Regions from separate parts of the Mus musculus genome. Here region 2 is linked to region 1. The links are chromatin contacts, called in public promoter capture Hi-C maps. All regions are on one chromosome and are shown on one strand. The core of a region is the stretch at or near the end of the contact, and the rest is flanking DNA. Distances in the headings are between cores, read along the strand shown.

Evidence for each region. Capture Hi-C pulls out chosen DNA fragments and counts their contacts.
Region 2: a contact with region 1 is called in a promoter capture Hi-C map of adipose tissue, with 4 times the contacts expected there. The contact joins the promoter of Ephb3 here to the promoter of Mrpl40 in region 1.

What each region holds. Positions count from the first base shown.
Region 1 is chr16:18,875,006-18,881,797 of GRCm38.p6, reverse strand. It overlaps Mrpl40 (mitochondrial ribosomal protein L40), which reads left to right and starts at 5,161. Exons shown (of 4, transcript NM_010922.2): 1 at 5,161-5,327; 2 at 6,391-6,474. The coding sequence starts at 5,275. It overlaps Hira (histone cell cycle regulator), which reads right to left and starts at 5,048. Exons shown (of 25, transcript NM_010435.2): 1 at 4,279-5,048. The coding sequence starts at 4,315.
Region 2 is chr16:21,201,939-21,208,686 of GRCm38.p6, reverse strand. Ephb3 (Eph receptor B3) reads right to left here and starts at 3,892. Exons shown (of 16, transcript NM_010143.1): 1 at 3,424-3,892. The coding sequence starts at 3,517.

The DNA.
Region 1 (6,792 bases), core at 3,912-6,411:
TCTTGATCCAGATTTGTCATTTGCTAGGCTTCTCTTAGTCTATAAGCAAATACTAAAGTAATTAGGTTACACTAGCAATATCTGGGTAAACAAATCTGGGTCAATGAAGACAGCTCATATACCTTCTATGGATACCCACAAGACCCAAGATTGGGATGATAACACCAGGCCCTCCACTTGGCTTCACTGGTCAGAGCCAGGGACTACGCAAGTGTGCCTCCCAGCTGTATAACATGAATCTCCTCATAAGCTGAAAGTGTATGTTCAACCACTTACTAGATTAAAATTCTAAAATGAAAAAAAAAATGTGTGTATGTGATATATGGGAAAGGATCTCAATCTATAGCCCAGCTGGCCTCAAACTTCTGCCTCTTGGGTTCTGGATTTACAGTCATGGACCATCATGGACAGCTGATTGATTAAATGTTGGGGGTCAGGGGTTGGTAAACTGACCTGAATTCTGTCTCTGGCACCTACACAAAAAGCCAGGTGTAACACCACACCAGTAATCCCAGCACTTGGGATGCAAAAGACAGGAGTATCTTGAGGGATCACTGGCCAGTCAATGAATTCCAGGTTCAGTAAGAAACACTGTTTCAAAAAGGGAGAGGGCAACAGAAGAAACTTGACATTCATCTCTGGCACACGTACACACAGGCATAGACATAGAAATAATGAGCAAACAAACAAATATGTAAATGTCTGAGAGAATTCCACTAGGAGCTCAGGAGATAGCTCAGTGAGTAGAGAGTCTGCAACACAAACATGAGAACCTACTAACCCCCAGCACCCATATAAAAACCCAACAATGTCTATTCCTCCACCTCTAACTCCAGCTTGAGTGAGATGGGCAAGAAGGGAATCACTTCCTGATTGCCAGGGTAGATCTGTCTCAGGGATATACAGAACAGAATGATGATAAAGCAGAGCACTTGCAAACCTCTCCTAGTCTCCAAATGTGTGTAGGCATACATGTGTACATACACCCCAAACACACACACACACACACACACATACACAAGAAAACAGCACTGCCCATCTCTCATCTGTATTCTTTCTCCAGCACACTTATAAACTCAAAAAATGATATAAATCTACACTTCCTGCATGTAATGGCCAAGTCCCACTAGTTCTTCCTTTATCTACAGTGCTTCCTCCTCTTTCTCATCTCTGCCACCACCTTTCCTCACTCTCTTAGCACATCTTACCAAGATCCGGAGTTCACCTTCTAAGTCCAAGGACTTCCTAAAACACATTTTAGGTGTCCAAACCCCTCAGAAACTTCAATGCACCCCTCCCAAAACCCAAAAAGGAAAGTTCAAGTCCCCACAAGGTGTTCAAGATTCCATGCATCCCTCAGCCACATTCTCTTCCTCTCCTTCCTCAGCTTACCTTATGCAGCATACACTATGTCTCCAAATGGAATGCTTGAGCTTTTTGATCCTGACTGTCCAAGAACACCATCTCTGTTATTAACATTCTCTGCAGAGACTCATCTACACTTGGAGATAAGCCCTTTGTAGTTCAATCTTTCTGCCTCAGCCTGCCCCAAGTACCATAACTATAGGTGTATGCCACCATAACTAGAGCCCAGGATATAAGCTTACTTAGCAGTGAAACTTATTTTGGCCATGATTAAAGTAAATGTGTATGGCCAGGTATGATGGTGCATGCCTTTAATCTCTGCAACTGAAAGACAGAGGCAGGAGGATCTCTGTGAGTTCTAGGCCAGCATGGTCTACTGGGAGAGTTCCAAGAAAACCAGGGCTAGACAGTGAGATCTTGTCTCAAAAAATAAATAAGTAAAATATAGTCAATAAGATTGCATCTTATAGACCAGGCATGGTGGCACACACCTTTAATCCCAGCACTTGGGAGGCAGAGGCAGGTGGATTTCTGAGTTCAAGGCCAGCTTGGTCTACAGAGTGAGGTCCAGGACAGCCAGGACTATGCAGAGAAACCCTATCTCGAAAAAAAACAAACAAACAAAAATGCTGATAACCAGAACATTTCAGCTGGAGATGATATGGCCTATCAATGAGCATCAGCAATATCCAGATATTTTTGGTAGAGGTAAATGGACAGTTATGGTGGTAGATACTGCTGACATCTAAGTAAAGATCACACAATACACAGGACAGCCCCTAAAACAGTTGTGACTAAAAATGGCAATCATGCTGGGGCTGAGATATCCTTTCTGAGAGGTTTCTCTAGTACTGGGCCAAAATCTGAAGACCAACAAACACCTCTCTTTCTGCTTTTAACTCTTCTAGTTGCCTACCTTGCCTTGTTCTCTTTTCCTCCCCTCTCTGAACTCTCAGACCCCAAGAGTTCATGCTGTATATATAAGGAGACAGGAAATGCTGAGTGAGAAAGCCAGGAAGTACGATCCCCTCCAGTGCAGTAGGGCTTCTATTTATTCATCCAAAGGAAACTTGACTCTACCAGCTACTACTCTTCAGGACCTGGCTAGGAAGCCACTCCCCACCTCTCATTACCATCATCTTTAAAGGCATGCTTGGCAGTGACATGTAATAACACCATCTCCAAGGTAAAGGCAATATAGAGAAAGAGGGTGCCTTTAAATTAAAAAAAAAAAAAAGAGAAGTTTGCTTAAGTCTCAACATCTTTTATCATGAATAATCATCACTTAGATTTTTTTACTTAAAAAAATTTTCATGCCAGGTGGTGGTGGTGCATGCCTTTAATCCTAGGACTTGGGAGGCAGAGGCAGGTTGATCTCTGAGTTCGAGGCCAGCCTGGTCTACAGAGTGAGTTCCAGGACAGCCAGGGCTATACAGAGAAACCCTGGCTCAAAAAAAAACAAAAAACAAAAAAACAAAAACAAAAAAAATTTTTTCATACAGTATGGTTCTATCATATTCTTTCCCCTCCCCATCACCTAGATTTCAAATGAACTTTGAACCTTCTTGCCTCCAAACTTGTGTGTGTGTGTGTGTGTGTGTGTGTGTGTGTGTGTTTTCGAGACTGGGTTTCTCTGTGTAGCCCGGGCTGTCCTGGAACTCACTCTGTAAACCAGGCTGGCCTTGAACTCAGAGATCCGCCTGCCTCTGCCTCCTGAGTGCTGGGATTAAAGGTGTGCTCCACCACTGCTCGGACTAGGCTCCAAACTTTAAAATCTGTTCTTAGCTGAACTTCAGAATCATACTGTTTAATGTAGAGAGCATGTCGTACCCAGTCTACGTCTACGATCTTCCTTGTGAACGCCCCCTCCCCCTCCAAAAAAAAAAAAAAAAAAAAAAAAAAAGTTCGGCTGTGAATAAAAAGCACCCAGGACCAATTTTTTTTTAAATTTGGCCACGTGGATTTTTAAAAAGAGAAAAATGCATCTACTTGCCTTCTTTTACGCGGGCGCGCGCACACACACACAAAAACACACACACAACTGTAGCTCCCTCTAGATGCAATACAAAGTAGAAAGGAGGAAAGACCCTTCCTCTTTCAGCAGAGCTTGGCTGCTTCCTCGTGCTTCCTTCGGGTCCTTCCAGAGACTCAAGTACTAGCTGGGGGGAAAGGCTCTAGCTCTTCCTCACTCGCTCGGCAGAGAGCAAACAACCTCCTGCAGTAGTTCTCGACAAAACTGGATGCCACCGGCTGCTTTCTCCACCAGGGTGTAGGAATCTGCTATTTGAAGTCACTATCACGGATCCAAAGTCGCTTGTCTCCTGTGCACCACTGGCCCCAATCTTAGTCATCTGAAGCCCCAATCCTTACATTAAACGTGGTTCTTTCGTGGTCCTCCGTAGGACCTGAGCCCAGGCCCTTCCCATTCCAGGATCGCAATAGCCCGAGTGGGGGCACTGTCACAAACTCCAGGCCTCAGAAAGGGCAATACAGCCAGTAAGTATCTCATGCAGATTCACCGAGCCGCTGAAAGGCCACAAGGGGGATGTCGCCCCAGTTTCATACTCACAACCATCTGAGCACATACTGGATGGTGAAGCCGGATGGCAGCACCAGGTCGGTACCCAAGCCGGCTCACCAGAGCCAGGCATCCCAGATTAAGGGTGGGCGGCGCAGGACACAGCGCCATTGCCTGAGGCAAAGGCGGACTTCGCTGCAACCAGCCCGAAGCACGTGCCCGGGCTCGCCGGTGTCCCAGAGCCGGGGACAAAGTCTGCTCCTGCCCGTTCTGCAGCTCCAGCACCCGGCACCAGCGTCTGGACAAGGTGGGCAGGACTTGAGCACCGCCGCAAGCCAATCCCAGACCCCACCCCGATGCAGGTTCGGCCGCCCACGACTCCTGCGTGCACTCACCATTGTGGTTGACCCAGGTTGGCTTCAAGAGCTTCATTGTTCGGCCGCTGCCGGGCTGAAGCCAGAGCCGTGTCCCTCAGCACGCCTGGGCCATGGAGCTGCCGCAGCTTCCTCCCGCGCCGCCCGCCCTCCGGCCGCCGCCCACCCTTGCCCTCAGCGCCGCCGCGCCATCGCCGGCCCGTGCCCCCAGCCGCCGCCACAGCCGCCTCCTGCGCTCGGCCGCCGCCGCCGCCGCCACAGCCGCATCCCCTGCGCCGCTCCTCCTCCGGCGGCTCCCGGGCAACGCCGGAAGTCACGGCGCGCACCTGCCAAATCGCCCCGGCGGGAAACCGCTCCCTACGCGGACCGGGCCGCCTCGGTTCTTCGGTAGACAGGGGGGGGAGGACGGGGATACTCCGCTGCCACTGATGTGGTCGCCGATGAGGGTCGGTGTGAGCAGGCTGGCAAAGCCTTGAGATCCCGCCCGGCGATGCAGAACCAGGGTGGTGTGCAGATCTCTAGTTCTACCTCCGCGGCTCCGAGTCCAGCTTAGTAACTAGCTTCCGCCATCCATCAATTCGCGCTATTGGGCATCTCGCGAGCGCCAGCCGGGCGGGCGCCAGCATGCATCTAGCGGCAGACGGCAGCGGGCCCTGAGCTCGATTGCATGCATAAAAGAACTAGGCTGGTGAAGGATAGGGGGCCAGACGGGCGCATTTATTAGAAGAGCGGGGCGTTTTCATAGATGTAAACACATAGGCCAGGCGGAGCAGAGAGCAGGAAAACACCGCAGCATCCACAGAAGGCGGGACGCCCGCAAAAGGGCGCGGCGAAGCCACCGTTGCTTGCCCGGGGCGGGGCTGCGTCGGGGGCGGGGCCAGCTGCGGGCCCGCCTCTCGGAATCCCAGACCCGCGAGTTCCGGGCCGAGGCCTGCCAGACCCGACCGGGTACCTCAGGTCGGACCGCCCAGGGGCGTGCTCCCGGAAGCTGCCCGCCAGCGGGTGGCGTGAAAAACTATGGCTACCGGGGTGATGCTGTGTGCTGCGCGGGCTCTGCGGCCTCGGAGCTGGTGAGTGTAGCCGCGGGTGGCAGAATACCCAGGGCGCGTGCGCGGGCTTTGCCCCGTAGCTGCTCGCTAGTGCTCGCAGATTATTTCTGGGCATGAGCCTACCGCATCTGTTGCGGATGAAAATCCGAACTGGAAGTGTACTCACTTAACAGGCTATTTGCCTAACAAGTGTGAAGCCTAAGTCGTGCTTAAGTGGTGGCCTACTCCTGCAACCCCAGCACTATGGAGGTGGAGGCTAGGTCAGAAAGTCAAGGTCGTAACAGCTGCATACAAACCTGGCTATATTACACCCCATTTTTAAAAAGAAGAAAAAGACGCCGGGCGTGGTGGAGCACGCCTTTAAACCCAGCACTTGGGAGGCAAAGGCAGGCGGATTTCTGAGTTCGAGGTCAGCCCAGTCTACAAAGGGAGTTCCAGGACAGCCAGGGCTTTACAGAGAAACTCTGTCTCAAAAAAACCCAAAAAAAAAAAAAAAAAAAAAAAAAGGAAGAAGAGCAATGTGTTTTTAAAAATCCAAGGATATGTTTTATAGAAGGGACGTATAGTACAGTGGGAGGGGGTACTTTACTCAGTGGTCCACACTGAAGCATCCCTCCTTCCTTCCTCGAGGTACCAGTCATATACTAGACAGGTCTAGTATAGAATAGAGTTTATTTGTGGGTATGGGAAGGGGAATTGAGAAGAGAGTAGAGGCAGAGAAAGAGAGGGGACAGAGAAGGGGAGAGAGAGAGAGACAGAAAGAAACAGAGAGACGGAAGAAGAAGGAGAAGAAGAAGAAGATCCTGCCAGAGCAAGTAAAGGCTCTGCCCCAGTGAGAAACAGAGTTCTGTAAATTCCTCACTTTGACCTTGCTGGCCTAATACAAATGAACTAGACATGGTGGAGCAGCTGAGGCAAGAAAATTGTCTCAAGTTGCAAGATAGCCCGAATTAGGGAGACTTTTGTCTGAAAAAAATACAAAATAGATACTTACAAACATCCTCCGGGTTTTAGGAAGACCTATAGTTATGTGTATGTGCCTTCTCTTTCCCCAGATCTTTATACATACCCTTCTCTCCTTCAGGATCCCTGGAACCTGCCAGGCACACGTCAGACACACCCACCAGAGAGCTTCCTTACTGGCCTTCTGGGATCTCATCCCCATGAGGTAAAATCCAGCATAACCCTTAGCTCTTGGGGTATGAGAAACACGTGTATGCATATGACCAAAACAAAGCAAGAGTGCCCAACCTTGGGTTAGCAAGCAGATTTCAGTCTGTGGAACTAATAGTTAAATTTAAGTGGATGCCTCTGTCCTTTGAAGGAGCTCTGTACTATGATAGCATAGCATATATGTATTGCTACTTGAGTAGTTTAAATAAGTAGCAGCTAGATTTAAGGAGTCTTATGTGTTTCAAAGGGCATATCTTAACTTCTGTATTTCCATAGGCCTTGCTCTTCCCTGCTCATTCTGATTCACTGAGTG
Region 2 (6,748 bases), core at 2,643-5,142, 2.3 Mb before region 1:
TGTAGTGTTGTTGTTTTTCTTTCTGTTACTGTTTCAGTTTTTTGCTTTGAGTGCCTAACTTCCTCGGGGTCACTCTCCCATCCTTAGCTATGGTCCCTTGGTCTCCACATCAGGGATGGTGGGAGGGGAACATCTCTGAACAGAGAACACATTTTGTTTTCCATTCTTTCTCTCAGATCATGGGGATTTGTAATTAAATAAACCTGAGAAGGAGAAGAGAGAAGGAGAAGCATGGGGCAGGGAGCCCAAAGCCTCAGTCTTCCCACCCTGGGCTGTCTCTGCCAGCCTGGACCATGGACATCTGGCCCTGGCACAAGGCCTCCATTCCTCCCCAGGATGCCGGGCCCAGTGGCCCAACCGGGACTTGAAGCAGAAGGCCAATGGGAGACTTAGCCTAAGGATAGCCCTTGGGCCAAGGGGCCACTCCCACCCCATCAGGTACCCAGCTGCCACCCCCCCTACCCCCACCCAAGCCCGACAAACCAGTTTGACTCAGCACAACAGGCAGGTCTACAATTTTCAAACTATGCAGGCCTGGTGATTCAGCCTCTTCTGCTGTTTAATTAGTGGAAGGCTAGTGGCGGAGGCCTTGCCCACAACAACCTAGGCTTTAGCTCTCAGCTGCTTGGGCCAAAGTGGCAGTGGTGGCTAAGAGGAGGGCAGTGAGAAACAAATTGGTTCTGCTGCTGTCCCTCCTTAGATCTGAAGTTCTGGCTGGTGACAAACAAGACGGGTGGGGAGGAACAGCAGACAAGAGAAAGAAGCAATAAGCATAAGTAATCTAAGACCATCCTGGGCTGTCCCCTGGCACTTCCCAGATTCTTAGGGTCACACCAACGACCTCAGAGGACAGAGGCTTGCTGCTTCTACCCCAGGGCCAGGCTTAACTAGCCTGGCTAAGTGAGATGTCCCCACTCCACCTTCTACAAACTGGGAACTCTCCTTTCACAGAAAAGTCTCTTCTCTACTGGGACTTGACTATCCTTTCTCAAATGCATAGGATCTGTGTCTCAGACACTGTTTCTCATCCCGGGCCCCTCCACTGAACACCTCTTTCCAACTGATCTGGGTTAGTGGGAACTAGAGAAATGTCCTTTAAGGAAGATGAGTCCCGATCCCAACTAAATGGGAAACTGAGAAGAGAATGAACAGGAACCAGCGTCAGGCAGCTTGTGGGTACACACAGCTCAGGGACTCCAAGTCTATATACAATGAGACTGTTGAAGAGAGCCAAAATCCAGGGCAAATCACTTGAAAAGTGTGTGAGTTGGTGACAGACCATCAATACTAAGGAACCAAAGCGCCATGCTCTTGGGACACAGTCTCCATCACAGACTTCCAGAAAGACAGCTGGGATTTAGGCAGGGCCCTGCTCTCTATCTCTTTCCTCTTTGGAGCAGCAGGGAGATAAACCCCAACTTTCCAGTCCAGCCTCTCCTCCTTCCGTTCAGCCCCTCCAGCAGGATAAGGACACTTCTTATTGCTCCCCAAAGAGCAGACTCTAGGGTGATAATGGTAACAACAACAGCTAATCCTTGAATAGCAACAACTGTGCTAAGTCCTTTACACATAGTAGCAATTCAATCCATACTATTTCCATGTCAGAGCAGAGGAGTGGAAAGATGGTAGGTCTAAGGACCTGCTCTGCTCAGCACCTATGTTTCTTTAAGGAAGGAAGGCAATGATAAAATCCACATTTGTAGGCCCCGCTATTTTCCAGAGACATCCTCACTGGCTTAGCCTCCCTCAGTCTGGCACTAGTTCTGACTCCCATTCATAGTTGATCACAAGGGCCTCTCAGTCACCATCAGCTCCTTGGCCAGACACTACTAGCTAGAGCCTGCCTCAAAGGGTCTGAGGATGGTGAAGGATGAAAAGGAGGAAGGGAAGACCCCCCTCAGGTACCCCTAGCTCATCTCCCCCAAACCACACACCTCCACCACCACTCCATTCTCGGCTCTACCACCTACCACTACCTACCGCACCCCACAAAAGGGGCCACGGGACCTGATACACACAGGTGACACACAGTTTAAGTGTATGTTTCAGAGTGCATGCACCAATGTTGCCTCTCCTGCGCTAAGATAGTCCCAGACCTGGGAACTCAATAGGCTCCCTGGCTCACACCCTTCAGGCAATCAACAACAAAGCCCTATGCTGGTTTCTCACGCCTGAGATCCTATCACACACATGTGGGTGAGTGGGTGAGTGTGTGTAAGTGTGGGTGCAACCTCTGTGTGTCTGTCTAAATTTGCATGTGTCCACCCATGTGAATAAATCCCTCAGCACAGTGGCACCAAAATTCCAAAGGCCAGAAGCCTCTCTGAACTGTTTCAGAGATTTTGTTTTTTCTTCCTAACCTTTAAGTTTACACTGTGAATTTATGGAAAGGAAACCAACTGCATAGGGATCGTATTTTGTTCCTCAACTAAAAAAGTGCATCTAACCAATACACCAAAAATTAAGTACTGCCTGCATTGCAATTTTCCCTCAAATTCTTTGCTGCCCTCCCTCAACATTGAGTTTCACCCCTGACTGAATAGGTTTACAATTTTTGTAACACCAGGGGACTGTATGTGCCTCTAGACTGTGTTAGTGACCTGTGCCGGTGTTCCCTGTGGGTTCATGTCAAGTGGCGTAAGTGTGAGCTCTCTTGTCTGGGCCAGCCACACTCGGGCTGTTTGTTTGTCCAAGTTCAATTTCTTCCCAGTAGCAGTCTTAGTAGGTTTCACTGAGCCCACAGACAAGGCTGACCTTTTCCCGCCGCTGATGACTAGTAGCCACTCGGCTCAGGTGCTCCCCGGGTAAATCCCTGTTGGTGAGGGTTCAATGGAAACCTAAGCCCTCCAAAGGTCCTGCTGGAGGTGGGGGTGGGGTGGGTCCGAGAAGGTTTACAACAGACACACACACACCTCTTGTGTTGCTGGCACTTGAAAAACCATAAACAATGACAGGCCCCCCTGCCTCTCCACCCCCGCAGCCATCCCCTGACAAAGCGGGGTGCACACAATCACGCTTACTGTTAACTACAACGGGTTCCCAACCAGTGCAGCCCCCAACCCGAGGAGCTTCGCTTCACCCGCCCAAGCGCCCAGTCCCGCAGCCCCCCCGCCTTGATGCTGAGTCGCCCACATTTCCTCGCCTTCCAGAGGTGCGAACCCCCGAGGGTCTCGTTCCTCTGCTTTGACTGTAGGCTATCCCTTCCAAATGGAAAGAAGAAAAAAAAAAAAACCCGAAAAACAAAAAACAACCCACGGCCGAACTGCTGCTTTCGGGAGTCGGTGCTGAGTCCTGATGCTAGCAGTTTCCCCAAAGAGGGCTGCGGAGCCGGCTCGAGCCTAGAGTCTCCTTGGACGTGTGCTCAGCCCACGGCCCCACACTGCGGGGCTCCCCGGTAGCGCGCGGGACCCCGACGCCGCTCACCTTCCAGCGCCCAGCAGCCGGCGGGAAGCAGCAGCGGCAGCAGCAGCGGAGCGAGCAGCGGCAGAAGCCCCGGCGGCGGGCGGGCTCCGGCCATAGCCCGGGGCGCTCGGTTGGGGGGCCGAGCCGGGCCGCGCCGGCGGGGCTGGGGACGCCCGAGGAAGAAGGCTCGCGCACAGTCCAAGAGATCCCGTCAGGGAGGGGGAGCAAAGCAGACGGGCTGCTCTGTAACCGAGGTGTCGCCCAACCCGGGACTCCGGGTAGATGCCGGCAGGTCGTTCCCGCGGGAATCTGGACGGACCGGTCCAGGAGGATCCGGGGCGCTGGGTGGCTTGATGCCCAATGACTCGGGAAGCGGAGGGCGCAGGTGGTCGCAGGTTCTCGGGGCACAGTCCACTGAGGCCGAGCTCAGATCCCGGGATCCTTGTGCGCTCGCCGTCCGGGGTAGGAGCCGGTATCTGGCTGCGCCGCTCACGTACTCACTTCTGCTGGTCCTCGCGGTGGAGCGGCCGCTCTGGGCGAGAGGGGCAGGGCTACCTGCCTGCCCGTCAACACTCAGGCCACGCCCCCAGAGGCCGGCCGCCCACTCACAGACCGCCCAGCCAGCTGGTTCTGCTGCGAGAGCACTCTGCTGGAGTTCAGTTGGCCGCTCTTCCACCGAGCCCACCCTCGGCGTCCTGGGGCTTGCAGCAGGAGGAGCCATTGAAAAGATGAATTAGACTGGGCGGAGCCACACTGTCAGTCAATCGGGTAACCCCGCCCCTCTCTCCTATTGGCGATTAGTAACCAGCTCCAGTCCTAGACGGTGATAACCAGATAGAACGAGCTGGGGGCGCCCCCCTGTGGTTAGCAGACCCATGGGATTCTGTCAAGAGGCTTTTTTTCTTCCAAGCACATCCAGACCCAGGACAGGCCTTAGCGAGTAGGGAAAGGAATGTGGGGCGTGGGAATTACCCACCCCGGCAGAGCCCGCTTCAAGGGACGCTCAAGGGTTTATTTATTCGTCTATTCGATTGTGATAATTTATTAGAAAATATTTTTTGGGCACCCACAATGTTTCAAAGTGGCTAGAGCAGAGAAGCGTTTATTATCCCGGAGCCATGTGTTAACTGGTGGAGGTGGGTTTAAAACTCACAGCGGGGCTAACAAGCATTCCTGCCGGGAAAGAACCTACCTTTTCGAAGCACAATGTTAGGTCTAAGGAAACGGGATCTAAGTGACAGTATACAAGATGGATGAGTAATAGTGTATTGAGGATGGGAGGCAGTGCTCCGGGCAGAGAACATACACTTTTGTGTTAAGACCTAGAATCGAAGAAAAAAAATGTTCAGAATAAAGTTCAGAATCGCTTGAGTGCAGAGTTAGAGCGGAGAGAGGGTGAACCGGCTGAGGAGAAGTAGATGAGGAGGGGCCCGGAGGATACGATTTTGGACTCACAATGTAGCCTTTCTCTTGAAACAGGGGGACATTACATTATCAGATTGGCATGTCTGTCCTGGGAGGATGACAGGCAGAGACAGTGGTGGAATCCTGGGGGCTAGTGAAGGGGCCATGTAGTGGAAGGGAGGGTGGTGGCTTAGACCATGACTAGAAGGAAGAGCCAACAAGTTAAGTTTGAAGTGTATTTGTGCCTAGGTGAATGAGAGAGGTGCCGGGGTCGGAAACATCAAAGAGAGCCTCTAGGTTACTGTGATGGACTTCTGCCGGTTCACTTTTAGAACATTTACAAGGTGTAATAAACACCCTGAAACAATACCTCACACTTATTCAGGGTAGGTGTTATTATAGCCTCATTTTACAGACAAAACTGAAGAAAGAAAGTAAAAGAAAATACATAGACAAACTGGCGTGTACAAAGGCTTGGCAGCTTGCCCCAAGTTACAGGAGCTGAACCCAGGACAGTGTAGTTACAGACACTCTGCTTTATTAAAGAACTAAGGAGCACCTTAGCATGTGTTCAGAACCTCAAGCTGTCCCTTCCCACCTCACATGCTAGGATTCAGAGTATCTGCAATGTGGAGCTCAGGATTCTGTATTCTAACAAGTAGGTGGTTCTGATGTGTACTGAATTCTAAAGTCGTGACCACCATGCATCCTCTCATGGGCCTAAGGGGTGACCATCACTCCATGGTCCCTCAGAGCCTTCCGTACCTCCCCCCATGGTTTCTGGGCCAAAGAAGGAGAGTTGAGTTAGAGATGGGCTCAGAAACACGATAGACAGACTGACTTGTCCCTCTGATCAGGAAGCACCCTTAAGACTCCAGTTCAGACAAACCAAAGCAGGGTGGGGTAAGGTCATGGGTCCAGAGCCTAAGGGTATTGCTTTGAAAGAGCTTTGTCTCTCTGGGCAAGGCTGAGGTGGGTGTGGATGCATGAAGCTGGGGTGGGGGTTGCCTTATTCAGAGGCTCTGACCTATTGAGTTCTAAAAGCTTACAGAAAGCTCTAGTCCACCGGAGGTATCTTAGAAACCGTCATATCCAGTTCTCAGTTGTGGGACTGGAGATCCCAAGATGGAGAGCAGGGACTGCTTGCCCTATAGCCCTGGAGATCTGGTTGATGTTGACCATTGTGATTTTTAGCAGGTGGCCTGGGGGTAACACATCCCAATTAAAGCCTTGCTTATTGTAAGGCAGATCTGTGAGGCTGGCACTCCTGTTTACTCAACATCTGTGCCAGGCTTGGCCTCACCCTAGACAAACAGCCCACCAGGCGGCAGGCACCAAGCTCCTTTGTTCTTGGGTATGATAGCAAAAGCAGGTAATGGGGGCCTGTCCTCACCGGATGTTGGCACCATGGTTCCCACGGGAATGCTTCCTGACCTTAGATGTTGACAGACTGGAAAGCATCAAAGTTCTGATGGCAGCAGCAGCCAGTGGCAAAGGCTGATGAGCTGGCAACAAAGGGTTGGAGATGGGGGCAGATGGACATACTGGGACTGGAAATCAATATGCAGAAGGTCCCTCTTTCTCATGTTTCCAAGTTGAGATGCTGAGCAACCCAGCAACTGGGCTCTGGCCTAGGACTTTGAAGGGAAGAGGAAGAGCTCTGCTATGCTAAAACCATTTCTCTGACCACATCATTGTTTGCCGGGTTTGATTTTAGGAGAAAGCTTGATGCTCAGAAGCAACTTGGCAGGCCTGTGCATTCAGCAGCTGTGGGGTCTATAATAAGATGCTGAACTTTCTGAGCCCAAGAATCCATGTGAGGATAAGTGGGTGAAGGTCTTCTCTCCCTCTTGGGCTACTGTGATACTTTCACTAAGGAACCAAAAAAGCGGGGGCCCCCTCTGATAATGAATGCCCGGCTTCCAATTCTTTCTGCAGTGTC